Regions from separate parts of the Mus musculus genome. Here region 2 is linked to region 1. A link is a contact called in public HiChIP or PLAC-seq data. All regions are on one chromosome and are shown on one strand. The core of a region is the stretch at or near the end of the contact, and the rest is flanking DNA. Distances in the headings are between cores, read along the strand shown. Region 1 overlaps Fbxo42 (F-box protein 42). Region 2 holds the start of AI507597 (expressed sequence AI507597).

Region 1 (2,700 bases), core at 67-2,566:
GACGGCAGTGAGCCCCATGTAAGCTCTGGGAACAAAACCCAGGCCCTCTGCAAGAGTAACCAGTGCTCTTAACTGCTGAGCCACCTCCCCAGGCCCAGTGTTTTGTTTTTTAAGGCAGGAAGGTAATATGTAGCTGAGGCTGGCCACAAATTTACATTGATCTGCATGTCTCTGCCTCACAAGTGCTGGGATTAGTGGCATGTACTACCATGCCTGGCTAGGAACAAAGTCCTTACTGATGAAGTTAATGATACAGACTAGTTGTAGCGTACAACCTTGAAATGCTGAATGCTAAGGATTCCAGTGTGAGTGTGATAATCGTGAAATGTATAATTGGCCTTTCTTCTGTTTCCTGGCATACAACTTCTAAAAACAGGAGAATTTCCAAAGTAGAATCTTTCTGTACTAATAGTTAACTGACAACTGGCAGCCCTAGGAGCTTCAGGATTAGGACTGACCACGAGAAAGATTAAAGCATGATTAAAGAGTCAGACTATCAGGCCAACCCTCCAATTGCTAACTTGATCACCAATAGCCAATGATTTGATCAATCAAACTCAAAAAAGCACTAAGCACTGAGCGTGGTGGTTCACACCTTTAATCCCAGCACTTGGGAGGCAGAGGCAGGTGAACTTCTGAGTTCCAGGCCAGCCTGGTCTACAGACTGAGTTCCAGGACAGCCAGGGCTACACAGAGAAACCCTGTCTTGAAAAACAAAAGAAAACAAAACAAAAGGCACTAAGCATGGTGTACAAACCTGTAACCCCAGTTCTTAGGAGGCTGAGGCAGGAGGATCAGGAACTCAAAGCCATGCTTACCTACAAAACAGAGTTTAAGGCCATCCTGGGCCACATAATATTCTGCCTAAGACACACAGAAACACACCAAGAACTCTGGGTCTGGGGAGACTGCAGGCGGCTACTGTGAATGTAGAACATCTTGAGGTGTGCCCGAAGGGCATGGAGGCTCACTGCAGGCACCCCCATTTATCCACAGCCTGCAGTGTGTGAGTGTGTGTGCCTGTGTGGCTTGTGCATGTACAGGGAGCCCGGAGCAGGCTTCTCCTCCATCCTGCTCTGCCTCACTCCTTTGAGACAGGGTTGCTACTGACCCTGTTTTTGACTAGGCTGACAGTCAGGCCCCTGTGGATCACATCGCGTTTGCAGGTCTCCATGGTGCAGCAGCAGTCACCTGGCACCCCAGCACCTCACAGTATCTTTTATAATACGGTAGTAAATATGGAGTTTAGAACAAAGAGCACATGTAGTGTTTGTGGACGTTCTATGACCCAAAGAGGAAGTCATGAGACACCAGCCTTTCTGCTGGCATCTGGAGTGGGGTCACTGTGACAGTGCTGAATCCTCAAGCTCAGGATTTGAAGCTACCTCCAGGTGGTGTCAGAATTAAATGCATTACTGAGCCAGAGGACACCTAACTGATGGATTCTGCTGCTTGGTTAGGGGGCTGAGGGGGTGAGGAGATGGACTCCTGTAATCTCAGCAGTATGGAAGCTGTGACAAAAGAGCTTGAGTTCTAGGCCAGTCTGGGCAATACACAGCAAGTATAAAGCCAGCCTAAATTACTTTAGAAACACTCTTGCAACAAACAAAAAAATAAAATTACCAGACAGTATTTACCATGCTGTGCCCAGGGGCTTACCCACAGTGAGGTCAGTGGCCTTTCCCACAGATTTCATTCCCTCAGACATTCTTGGATCTCTTGCCTCTGTCCTTGTTAGCCATCCATGTGTCTGAACTATCCCTCTCTACTTGGGAATGTGGCAGGATCCTCGGCTAATGGAGTTGTCCTTCTAACCTCTGTCACCTTAGGCAGGAGAGCCATCATCTTGGGGCTACATGAACACTTGAGCGGGCGGCCTACAACAACAGGCCTATCATATAGACAGCTTCTGCTTCTCACTGCCTCACGAGTTAGACTCTACCCACTGATCACCTGCCTAATTAAAACCCACATCTCTTTCCTCATCACTATGGTTTCCAATGAAGCAGAGAGCAAGGCAATAAATAGCAGGAGAAACTAAGATGTAATACACAGCCAGAATTTTGCTCCAAGGTAACAAGAAAGCCTCAAGATACAGAGTCTAGCCATGCTTTAATCCCAGGACCTGGGAGAGGGACATAGGTGAATCTCTGTCAGGTCTATACAGTAACTTCTAAAACTGTCAGGGCTACACAGAGAGACCCTGTTTCAAACAAAACAAAATACAACCAACAAAAAGTTATCATGTCCAGCAAGTGGCTCATGTTGTATTCCCCAGGACCAAGGACTGCTGCAAATTCAAGACCAGTTTTGTATACATAATGTATTCCAGTCCAGCTGGGGCTATCGAGTGAGACTCTCCCAAAAACAAAGCCAAAGGTATCATGTCTAGATACATAGAAAGTGCCATTACAACCGTCCTCAATGTCCTGCATCACCCCAGAATATATTCCCCAGGTGGGAAACAGGAATGACTACAGTCGGTAATGCTGCGACTGAGGCCTAAGGGTCAGCATTACACTAACTTCCCTCTGTGCTGGCCACAGTGGGGGTCACCTGACAACCAAGCCTGAGGACTGAGTTCTAACAACAGGACTCACGTGGTGGAAGAAGAGAACCAACTCCCAAAGGCTGTTCAATGGCATCCCACATTCACACACTCTCAAAAAATGTAATACATTTTAGAAATAAATATTTGGA
Region 2 (2,700 bases), core at 125-2,624, 460 kb before region 1:
AACAGTAGCTGTGAAGACCCTGAGGCAGGGATAGACTTGGCAGTCTCTGTGTACGAAATGAGGAACCAGGACTGCTGTCTTTCTAAGGAAGGGGAACACAGATCGGATGAGGATGGAGAGACGGGACCAAGTCAAGTTTGACTGTGGAAAACAAGACTTCCATTAGAGTTCTCTAAAAGCAGAGGGATGGTGTCATCTTATTGGTGTGTTTAGGTCGCTTTAGATGGTCAGTAGAGCTTGGTCGGGAACAAAACTCAGGCGCCTTGATGAGTGAGCTTCGGCAAGAGGGGAAGGTGGCTGGGACCAGGATGGAACAAGAGAGAGACTGGCAGAAGCCAACTGAGCTGCGGATGATTCAAACTGACAGGCAGAAAGGGGGAGAACCTTAGATTCCTGCCATCGACTGGCAGGGCTCTGTCCTCAACCAGGGGGAAACTTAAGGGTGGGTAAGAAGTCCTGTAGGTGCCCAGAGACAGAAGCAGGGCTGTGGGAAGGCAGTCAGGGAAGCTGACAAGATCCCCGGGGAAGGCAGCTGAGAAGTGAAACAGGCTGGCCCCAGCTGATCTCCAGAAGGTGCCGGCTGAGACAGTGACAACCGCGTCCCACAGAGGAGCAGTGGCAACATCGCTTCAGCCTACAGGGCCAGGTCCAGACGGTGCTGGTGCGCATGGGTGGCCTCTTCCTTCTGTTGATGACCGTGGGCCGCTGGCTGGATCTCCTGAGTATCTTTTTCTCCCTTTTGGGTGAGCTGTGGTGCTTAGCCGGTATTCGCGCCTTAATCGACCTCTGCCAGATACAGGTAGGTACCTTTATGGATCCCCCCCCCCAGCTTCCCACCCTGTTCCCAAGGTTCCCAGCACACACACCCCCAGAGTTGACAAGAGTCGGGAGGGCAGGGGACCCTCAACTCGGAGTGAGGACCTGGGTACCAGGGACCACTCCAGCTGGCAACCCCGGGGGTCCCAGAGGGTCGGAAGATCCTGATGACGGATCTGAGACTAACTGGGGGTATGTGTCCCTTCGGACCCTCCCCCCAGGGCTTTCCACCCCAGAGGCCTACAGTAACAGCAGCAGTAACAGCAGAAGGAGAATCAGGATGGACAGATCCATGTGAGCCCCGGCCTTCCACACCTGCCCCAGCCAGGAGCGCGGTCCCCTCCTGACTCGCCCTGCGGAGGATGTGAAGTCAGTTTCAGGCCTGCGCGGCCTAACCAGCAAGGTCTTGACCACACGATGTGGCCTGAAGACTGAGTGGCTGGTCCTCACCTAGACTTTTGGGCAGGCCATGGGGGGGCTCTGGAGAAAGGAGGTGGCCAGGGCTGGGGACCTAGAGAGGTGGGGACATGAAGGCCTCAGAGTGAATCCCTCTCTCTTGGAGATGGACAGCGTCAGCAGACCCACTTTTCTTGGCTGGGCAAGAGGACAATTGTGACCTCAGAATGGCCCCTGCCCTCTGGCCACCCCTCCCCCACCTTGCTCTCGCCGAAGACAATAAAGGTGACTTTTCTCAACCTGCGTTGAGGATCACAGTGGCACAGGAAGAAAAAGGGGCTTCCTGAATCCAATGTCTTCGGGGGCAGGCTTCTAGGATATGAGCCTCAAACCTGGCCCTGCCCTGAGTTCCCTGGGGGACAAAGGACACAGGCTGAAGTACCAGGTTCTTGTGTCCCAGGACAAAGAACTGCACCAGGAACATGCGGTTATCAAGATGGTTGGGAGCTGGAGAAGTTGCTCAGGGTTACGAGCATGGAATGCTCTGAGTGTCACCCCTACACATGGGTCTCCTCGTCCTCGTAGATTGCTGGCCGATTCGGCCAACGTCGAACAGGGGGTTCAGAAGCCCTGTGAGTACTCACTGTGAAAGACCACACCGGGACCCGAAGTCAGGAGGCAGATCTTTACCTAGGGTGACTGCAGGCTTATACAGTTTTGGGGAACTGAAGGCAGGGACATCCAGGATGGGCAAAGGTCATTGGCTGGGGGGCTTAGAGGACCTGGAATGCCTCATTAGCATGGGGAAGCACTTCAGGAATCTCAGGCGATGGCTGAACAAGTCTTGTAGAAGAAAGGAACTTGATCCTATAAATTAATTGAGGCTATGTGACATTCCTCAGGTAGAAGCAAGTGTTGGGGGCTTAGAAACCCCAGTCAAGGCCAGAGGAGGAGAAACTCTGTTAACACCAGGAGTCCCCCATTATGCATCAAGCCCCAGAAGGCTGTGCAGTCAATGACAAACTTTGCCCATCCTTAGTTAGCAGGTTTCCCACATCCCCCATCAGGGAGTTCACAAGTGTCTGTAGGAGATGCTTAAGAGATGTGATGTCTCTGGCCTCCTTGGGCACTTGTATTCATGCTCACACACGCATATATAGAATTAAAAATAAAAAGAGAAGAAGAGACAGCTTATTAAGAAAAAGAGAAACCCAGGGCTGGAGAGATGACTCAGCGGTGAAGAGCACTGACTGCCCTTCCAGAAGTCCTGAGTTCAAATCCCAGCAGCCACATGGTGGCTCACAACCATCTATAATGGGATCTGATGCCCTCTTCTGGTGTCTGTAGTTGTCTTGTACTCATATACATAAAATAAATTTAATATTTTTTAGGAAGGAAGGAAGGGAGGGAGTGAGGGAGAAAAAATCCACAGCCAGGTGGTGGCACCACACACCTTTAGTCCCAGCACTCGGGAGGTAGAGGCAGGTG

What was found. HiChIP or PLAC-seq counts read pairs in DNA pulled down with a chosen protein or histone mark.
Region 2: a contact with region 1 is called in an H3K27ac HiChIP or PLAC-seq map of microglia, with 6 times the contacts expected there. The contact joins the promoter of AI507597 here to the enhancer-like site in region 1. A contact is called at or near these places in 7 of 115 datasets of contacts at active chromatin or transcription factors (the 230-238 cell line, astrocytes, bone marrow-derived macrophages and 3 more) and 1 of 9 other capture datasets (adipose tissue).

What each region holds. Positions count from the first base shown.
Region 1 is chr4:141,156,322-141,159,021 of GRCm38.p6, reverse strand. All of the region lies in intron 1 of Fbxo42 (F-box protein 42), which reads right to left. Among named protein-coding and RNA genes, the nearest start is that of Fbxo42, 9.8 kb to the right of the region's middle. Within about 2 kb of position 1,316, at least 53 of the 459 cell types and tissues checked have an H3K27ac peak or open chromatin away from gene starts, as enhancers often do. A contact at or near this core is called in adipose tissue, bone marrow-derived macrophages and microglia, where this site is marked.
Region 2 is chr4:141,613,044-141,615,743 of GRCm38.p6, reverse strand. AI507597 (expressed sequence AI507597) reads right to left here and starts at 1,374. Exons shown (of 3, transcript NR_033566.1): 1 at 1,267-1,374; 2 at 1,061-1,169; 3 at 140-786. Tmem82 (transmembrane protein 82) reads left to right here. Exons shown (of 6, transcript NM_145987.2): 5 at 609-799; 6 at 1,038-1,511. The coding sequence ends at 1,163.